Regions from separate parts of the Sus scrofa genome. Here regions 1 and 3 are each linked to region 2. A link is a contact called in public HiChIP or PLAC-seq data. All regions are on one chromosome and are shown on one strand. Each heading gives the region's core, a stretch centred on a gene start, on an enhancer-like site or on the middle of the called end of the contact. The rest is flanking DNA. Distances are from core to core; before and after follow the strand shown. Region 1 has its middle 27 kb from the start of MYSM1. Region 2 overlaps FGGY (FGGY carbohydrate kinase domain-containing protein). Region 3 has its middle 75 kb from the start of JUN.

Region 1 (2,775 bases), core at 44-2,543, 770 kb after region 2:
AGATTCTTTGAACCCTAAGAGTCTATGATCTTATGGTCCTTTGTTATTTGCAAACCTGAAAGTGTTCTGCTGCACGGGGATCCTCACCTTTCACAGCTCTTCGGTTACACCCATGCCTCAGGCAGGTCTGGCTTCTCACTTTCACCCAGTTTGCTTGCAAACCTGTGTTTGTGGAAGAATTCCCTTTGCACTGCTTACTGCAGGGAATTGTTGAGATTTCCTCAACTGAGTATGGAAAGCAGGAGAGGAGTGGAAAGAGGCACAAGCGGTAGATTAGGAGTGAGGTCTTGGGTTTCAATCCCAACTCCACTGCTTGTATATCGTGGGATCTTGGTTCAGTCAGTGGGCTTTGTGATTCTCACTTTATTCATATGTAAAAAGTAAATAATGATAATAATAATAATAATAACTACCTTACAAAGTTGATTTAAAAAATAAATAACACCTGGTTTTCATGCATTATTTCTTTTTTTGTCTTTTTTTTTTTTTTTAGGGCCACACCCAAGGCATGTGGAAGTTCCCAGGCTAGGGGTCTAATTGGAGCTGCAGACTCCGGCCTATACCCCAGCCACAGCAATGCCAGATCCCAACTGCATCTGCAACCTACAGCACAGCTCATGGCAATGCCCGATCCTTAACCCACTGAGTAAGGCCAGGGATCGAACCTGCACCCTCACAGATACCAGTCAGATTCATTTCCACTGAGCCACGACAGGAACTCCCACATGCATTATTTCATTTAGTCCTTCCAACAGTCCCATGATGTGTAGGTTCCATTCGTCTCATTTCACAGATGAGAAAACTGAGGTTTAGAGAGTGTCACGCATTTGCCTAAATGTTGAAGCTAAAATTAAAATCAACTGATCCAACTCTACAGGCTGAGTACTTTATAATGCCCACCCACCATAATGTCAGAATTACATGAAATAGGACCTATCATGATAGACTTAATACAGAGCCTGGAGCATGATAGGGACTCAGTAAATGCTGGTTTTCTACTCTTATTCTTGTGACTTAATCTTCTAAAAACTCCAGGTAACCAAAATTCATCTCTTCCTTCCTTCCTTCCTTCCTTCCTTCCTTCCTTCCTTCCTTCCTTCCTTCCTTCCTTCCTTTCTTTCTTTCTTTCTGCCACACTTGTGACATATGGAAGTTCCTAGGCTAGGGGTAGAATTGGGGCTGTAGCTGCCAGCCTACCATGCAGCTCACAGCAACACCGGATCCTTAACCCACTGAGCAAGGCCAGGGATCCCACTCATGTCCTCTTGGACATTAGTCAGGTTTGTTTACACTGAACCGAAATGGGAACTCCCAGAATTCATCTTTCAGTGCCATGCCCCTGCACTGCCTTCATCCTCAGGCTGGTTACGGGATGGTGGCAACAGTCCAAGAGTCTGATCAAGATGCCACACAGAAGCTCTTCTTGTTCTTTCTCAGGAGCCAGAAAACTCCCTAGAAGCCTCCTCTCATATCTTACTTAATAGAGTTGGGTCCACAGTCTTGTTCCTAAACCAATCACTGGCAAAATTGGACAACCCTTGGGCCAAACAGGCCTACACCTGGAGCTGGTCAGCTTCCAAACTCAGCCTTCTGCTTGGAAAGAAAAAGGAGGAAATGGATGCTGGTAGGCTGTCCACTGTCTCCCCTACACCCCTGTTGTCCTGATAAGAAAGTCAAGGCTCAGAGTTCCCTTTGGGACTCAGCAGTTAATGAACCCAACTAGGAACCAAGAGGAAGTGGGTTCAATTCCTGCCCTCGCGCTCAATGAGTTAAGGATCCGGCGTTGCCCTGAGCTGTGGTCTGAGTCGCAGACTCAGCTCAGATTTGGCATTGCTGTGACTGTGGTGTAGGCCAGAGGCTGTAGCTCCGATTCGACCCCTAGCCTGGAAACTTCCATATGCCCCAGGTGCAGCCCCCCAAAAAAGTTAAGGCTCAGAAGGGTTTAATTAATCTGTCCAGGATCCAAGGGCAAGGGTAAGGTGGTAGGAAGGGAAGTTCATACACAGGGTGGATCTCAGGTAAGGAGGAGGCCAAGGGCTGTGGCATTGATCACTGGATCCCACCCCTAGAAATTCTGTTCACTTGGTTTGGGATGCAGTCTGGGCCTCAAGATTTATAAAAGCACCTCAGGATATTTTAATGTGCAGCCAACGTGAGAACTGCCCGTTTAGGAAAAGAGCTATTGAAATGTGGAGGGGCTGCAGCCAAAGGCAGAGAGTCTGGACTGGGTACCAAAGATCCTGTCTGTCCTGTTTCTCCTCAGTAACGCCAGCATCCACCAAGGATGCCCCATGTTCCAGGCGTAGCTGAGCCCTCAGCATTGACATCTTGTAGGCAGTCACAACTGAGTGGATCCCAGATGCTCTACGCAGAGAATGAATACCTCTCATACAACCTCCACCAAGTCATAGTGCTTCCATGTTACCGATGAGGAAGCAAGAGCCCAGGAATTTTCAGTCTCTCCGCCTCTGTACTGTCAAGTCCTGCCCATCAGTGGAAGAAATTGGGAGCTGGAGAAAGAAAAGGGAGGCTGTTCTCTCTCTTTCTGCCTTCTAGAGCATCTTCTTCCAGCTTATTCTGTCTGGATCTTCCCTGTGGCCCCTCCCACCAGCTGGGGGACATCAGCCTCCTGAGAAAGAGGAGGAAAGACCTGAAGCTTCCTGACTAAAGCATGGGCAGGAGTGGGGACCAATCTTCATTTCTGAGAAATCCTATAGCCCTTTGAGTTGGGAGGCCTGGAATTTAGCCTCGTCTCAGAGCCTCACTTGTATGGCG
Region 2 (2,700 bases), core at 137-2,636:
AGCGCTTTTTTTTGTTGGTCATTTTTGGCTATCCCACGGCATGTGGAGCTCCCAGGCCAGGGATCAGACTGGAGCCAGAGTCATGACCTAAGCCGCAGCTGCAGTAATGCCGGAGCCCTAACTCACTGGTCTGGGCTGGGGATCAAACCTGTGTCCCAGTGTTCCCAAAAATGCTGCTGACCCTGTTGTGCCACAACGGGAGCTCCAGGAAAGCTTTTTTTTTTTTTTTTTTGAAGGGCTGCGAGAAAGTCTGGCACCAAGTCCTCTCAGGTAGTGGCCTTGGACCCTCCCAGGCAGGTAATCACTGTGTCCTTTCTGCCCAATAATATGAGGGCTGATGACAGAGACTAAGCCTTGAAAAGGGCTCACTTCATATGAAGCACATTATATTGCCTCAAATCACCTTCATGATACTATGAGATATGTATTATACTTCCCACATCTCGCACAGGAAGGATCTGGGGCCCGGAGGTGTGAAGTGCCCAGCCCAAGGGCCCATCCTTAGCTCATGGAGGATGTGGGATTGGAAACCAGTCTGGAAACACAGCCCCACCACCCCTGCAAAATGAAAACCCCCGATGCCATGCCTGGTACCTACCAGATGCTCAGTATCACAGGCTCAATCTGCATCTATACTGTGGAGCCTTTTACTGTCATACCTATTATAATTCCATCTCACCAATGGGAGGCCCTATGTTATCCTAGTGTCCCCAGGATTTGCCACAGTCCCAGACACAAGGGCAGAGGATCCATGAATAAGTCAATGTATCGATATTTACGCAACCAAAATATTTTATGGTACAAGACGATCACTGGTCCCTACGGCAGCTAAACAGTTTCGCATCATATGTACCCTCCATTGTCACAGGGCCTCTGCCCTCGACTGCATCTCAGACCCCACTCTAATCCTTACTCATGCCCCCGCCGCTCACTCCCCCATTTGCCCTCCTCCTCCTCCACCACTCTCGCCCCTATTTTACTTATCTGGGAAAAATTCAAGGAGTCGTCCATCTCAGTTTAACAGAGTAATGACTTTTAAATAAAAATATGGTAGAAATGGGTACTTATCGAAATGGAATGCTTTCAGACTCATGCATTTAAAGAAGATATAAATTTTAGGGCAGGCACTAAATTTTAGCTGCAATCTTGGAGAAAGCCTTTCTACTAATTCATGGAGAAAAATTAGCAAAGTGAAAATTGCTTATCAGTGTTCTTTCAAAGTCGTGATATGCAGCCTAATTCTATACATCACCAGGGCGCTCCCAGGGAGATGGATTTATATTGATTGAGAGAGAGCTCAGTGGCCAAGGAAAACAGACACCCCTTTGCAAAGAAGACGCAGCTACCCATTGGGGACAGATTGTCTGGGAGCGAGGCGTTGCCATCTCTGGATCCGATTTCACCCCTCAAGCCATGGGTTCTCTGGCCAGGGTGATGTTAAAGGCAGACTCTACCCTTTTCACACTTTTTAAGAATTTGGCCCCTGGAAAAGGGTCTGGCAAATCTAATAAGCAAGGCTATTAGTGGGAAGGCTGGGCTTCCAGCTAGATAAACCACGGTGTGTGTGTGGTGGGGGGGCAGGAAGGGAGGAGCTGAGGGGCAAAGGGGCCAGCGGTTCCCTCCTCCCAGGCTGGCCATCCTCCCGAGTGTGGCAGCCCCGCCCTCACCCGGCAGACTCACCCCCATGTGACAAGAAGATGTTCCACAGATGACAGCCAGCCGTGACGTCACTGGCTGTCCCTCACAAGCGAGGCCGTGCCCCCTCACATCTGCTCCAATCACTCCTGTGAGAAAGCAAAACAAAACTCTCTTAGAAAAAGGAGAAGGAAAGAAAGCTAAAACAAACATAATGATACTCTCTTTTTTATACCAAAGGACGTTGAGACCACGTCTCAAACAGACGTGCAGACCAGTCTCAAACAGAAACCAAAAGGGCTCACTGGTCAGCCTGGGCAACCAGGAAACCTGTTTTTGGCTTTCAGCGTCAGTGTATGGCATCCAACACTGGAATAATAAGTCACTGTCATTAGAATAATAAAGGCACCCGCTATCAGTGATTTTTTTGCTCACAAAATCCCAGACACTCTGCTGATGTTTATATGTACGGTCTCATTTTATAGGAAGCCTATCAAGCTGAAATGATGAATGGCACACATCAGCAGAGGAATGAAGGCTCATCTATGGGCTGAGTGACCCGTCCAAGGTCACACTGCTGGGAAGGGGCAGGGCGGAGGGGACTCTGGTTTGACACATCACATTTCCATCTCACTGAAGGCGACAGAATCCTCTGATGATCAGATCTCTGGGTCACCATCCTCAGTACTGCTCATCCCAGAACTTGGAATAAAGGACAGAGTGACTGACAGTCAGTGTCTGTTGAAAGAACGCCAGGTAGCAGAGAGTTTCCCATAAATGGTATAAGCTCAGGCGGCTTTGCACGGAGTGTGTTCCTTGATACTTGCTGGGCAAGTGAAGTTACAAGTGTGAGGGCAGAGTCAGACTGTTTAGAGCCCGGAGTCACCCATCATTTATCCAAATACCCATAAGCACCTTCTACCCATAAAATGATACACGGGGCGTGTTCTTTGATACTTGTGGGCAAGTGAAGTTACAACTGTGAGGGGAGAGTCAGAGAGAGTGTTTAGAGCCTGGAGTTGCCCGTCATTTATTCAAATACCCAGCAAGCACCTTCATGATACA
Region 3 (2,700 bases), core at 186-2,685, 650 kb after region 2:
CTGCATAGTACATGAAAGATCTTCATATACTGCCTCCCCAACAACTCTGGGAGGTAAGTGTCATTATTATGCCCAACTTACAGAGAGGTAGCAAAGACTCAGGAAAGCTCTTAGTTCAGAAAAGAACTCACATCCCAAAAGTTAGAGACCTGGAGCTCAAATCTAATCCACTTATTCCCAATCCCCAGCTCTTCTCAGTGCCAAGCCTCCTCCCATTCCTTCTGAGACTTAGTGTCCTTATCTCAGGTAACCATCCCTCCCCCAGCACTTAGACTACTTGTGAAGATCAGAGGAGGCAAGGTGCTTAAAAATGCTTTGAGGAGCTGTAATGATTCCTTTCCTCCATTCTTCCCTCTCTTACTCCCTACTTTCTTTTCCTCCTTAAATATTTGCTTAACAGATTTAATATTCTAAGTGCTAGGACAATCAGCTGGGATGCCAAGATGCATGATACACAGTCTTTGCCTTCAAGGAGCAGCCATTCTGGCTGGAGGATACAGACGGGTTCAAGACCCTTCACAAAGAATGTCAATAGTGTAAAAAGAAAAGTAGATATAATAAAGATTGCTCAGAGGTAGGTGTGATGGACTCAGGTAGAAGAGCAGGACAGTTAGAGATGTCTTCCTGGAGGAGGTGACCTCTGAACTAGGTTTGGAAGAAAGACTTGCAATTCTTCAGGTAAATGATGTTGGGAAGATGTGGGTGGGCTGAGAGGGTATTCCAAGGAAAGAAAGGAACATTTACTAAGGCACAGAGATTTAGAACAGCATGGTGTATTCAGGGGCCTGGAAGTTATGCAGTAGAGCTGGGGTATTGAGTAAGGACCAGGGGTGGTGAGAGATGGGACTAGAGAGGTCAGAAGGGGTCAAAGGAATATTTGATGACAGCTTAAGGAGCTTTGGTTTATTCTGGGTGCAAGGAAGAGTTTCAAAAATGGTTCAGCTCCTGGAGGTAGGTGGGCAGGCAGTGGGTGAGGGGAGAAGAGGGTTTGAAGGACAGGGTGGTTTCATGGTACAACATGAAATTAGCGGTCTCAGACCAGAGACCACCCAGAGTGACACATTCCATGAACTGGAGAGGTGGCTCCCGGTCAACAGTGAGATGATGAATGCTCTCTGTGTGACTGAACCGGAAGTAAAAGACTCCAGGAAAAAAAAAAAAAAAGCAGTTCAGTTCAAAGACAACATCATCCTGGTTTTAGAGCTAGCACATGGGTCTCAGAGTGCAGAACAGATATGTGGAGAGAGGGCTATCCATCCTGTCACCCTTTTCCATGTTCCCAGATCCATTCTCAACCCCTCTGCCAGCTCTGAGCACCCCTGCCCCAGGAGGCTGACCCTGCTGACTGGGCCTTCTGGCACCCTAGAACCAGACTTCTATACTCAAACAACAGGAAGCTTCAGCAAGGAGAAGGAAGGTGGGCAGAGGAAGCATCATGTGATTTCTTCTGTTTCCTCCCTGCTTCTGCATAGACTTTCTAGTATTTCCCACGGGGCAACACTTCCTCACTGGTTCTAGTTTTCACTGAGCTTCAGTATCTTTATTTCTTCCCCTTGTCCCTCTGGTCCTAGAGATGGTAACAGCTTCCAGCTGTTGCTAGGCTCTGGGAAACTTGACATCTTCTTCTTGCCATGAACCCTGTCACCACCTATGTGTCCCTCCACTAATGGCTCTTCATTGAAATGATGTGAAGTGAGTTCTGCTTCCTGCTGTGACCCTGACTGATTCAGGGGTCAAGATCAGATACAGGCCTGGAGAGGGGCAGGGCCATGGCAGCAATCTGAGAGAAAGATGCATTGATATTGGGAGTGAAGAAAAGGGAGCAGGGTGGAGATTCTTTCCAAGCAGAAAACCTTGAGTCCTGATTTCAGTTTGTGCTGGTCTCCAGGAAGGGGAAGGTCCTGGGGGACTGAGTGGGTGGTGGGATGTTCCCCAAAATGGAGAATTCAAGAGGAGAAGCTGGTTCCAGTGGGCTGATGAGGTCAGTTTTGATCAGAGGTGCATCAGGAAGAGATGTCCAAGAGACCAGTGGATCAAAGGATCTGACCTGGAGATTCAGCCAAGGTACCAGCAGCACAGAGCTGATAGTTGAGGCCCACAGACAACATAGAAATGCATTAAATTTGCCACAAACTCATCTCTTTGGTTCTTTCTTAATAATTATTGATATCTAAAGAAGTAGGGTTCTAATGATCCAAGATGTTATAGAAGACTCTATTCAGAAGTTGTCTGCCTTGCACCTTGATTAACTGCCCCCCTTTTAAAGATGAAGGGGTTTGTTTTTCAAATCCACAATTTTCCCTGGCTCTCCATTTTGTAATTCCTATTTTTCACCACCAGATTGTTTGCTGGGGAAAAGAACAAAAACAGCAACAGATGTCTTTGTTTGGGGGTTTTGCAAAACTCTCTGGTTAAGATAACACTTTCAATTAAAGAAATTATATCATCCAAATACCATATGCCGACAAGCCCTCATTTGCAAAAAAATCACCTGCTTTCAGAAACTGTTTGAAGAGTCCTCTCAAACCAGCTCTCAATAACTCAGTTGGGCATCAAAACAGATCCCTCTCTTCTCTCCTCTGGATTCTGAAAGCCTCAGTGCAGAAAGCCAAGTCAAGAGGGCAACCTCTGATTTGTCCTCAGAGTTCATCACCAATTCCTCCTCGCACATGCTCACACATACACACACATACACACACA

What was found. HiChIP or PLAC-seq counts read pairs in DNA pulled down with a chosen protein or histone mark.
Region 1: a contact with region 2 is called in an H3K27ac HiChIP or PLAC-seq map of alveolar macrophages. The contact joins two enhancer-like sites. A contact is called at or near these places in 2 of 2 datasets of contacts at active chromatin or transcription factors (alveolar macrophages and skeletal muscle).
Region 3: a contact with region 2 is called in an H3K27ac HiChIP or PLAC-seq map of alveolar macrophages. The contact joins two enhancer-like sites. A contact is called at or near these places in 1 of 47 Hi-C or Micro-C datasets (epiblast stem cells) and 1 of 2 datasets of contacts at active chromatin or transcription factors (alveolar macrophages).

What each region holds. Positions count from the first base shown.
Region 1 is chr6:153,726,333-153,729,107 of Sscrofa11.1, forward strand. No RefSeq gene overlaps it. Among named protein-coding and RNA genes, the nearest start is that of MYSM1, 27 kb to the right of the region's middle. Within about 2 kb of position 1,294, at least 1 of the 83 cell types and tissues checked has an H3K27ac peak or open chromatin away from gene starts, as enhancers often do. A contact at or near this core is called in alveolar macrophages, where this site is marked.
Region 2 is chr6:152,959,110-152,961,809 of Sscrofa11.1, forward strand. It overlaps FGGY (FGGY carbohydrate kinase domain-containing protein), which reads right to left. Exons shown (of 16, transcript XM_021097811.1): 8 at 1,681-1,784. Among named protein-coding and RNA genes, the nearest start is that of HOOK1, 250 kb to the left of the region's middle. Within about 2 kb of position 1,387, at least 29 of the 83 cell types and tissues checked have an H3K27ac peak or open chromatin away from gene starts, as enhancers often do. A contact at or near this core is called in alveolar macrophages, where this site is marked.
Region 3 is chr6:153,609,801-153,612,500 of Sscrofa11.1, forward strand. No RefSeq gene overlaps it. Among named protein-coding and RNA genes, the nearest start is that of JUN, 75 kb to the right of the region's middle. Within about 2 kb of position 1,436, at least 4 of the 83 cell types and tissues checked have an H3K27ac peak or open chromatin away from gene starts, as enhancers often do. A contact at or near this core is called in alveolar macrophages, where this site is marked.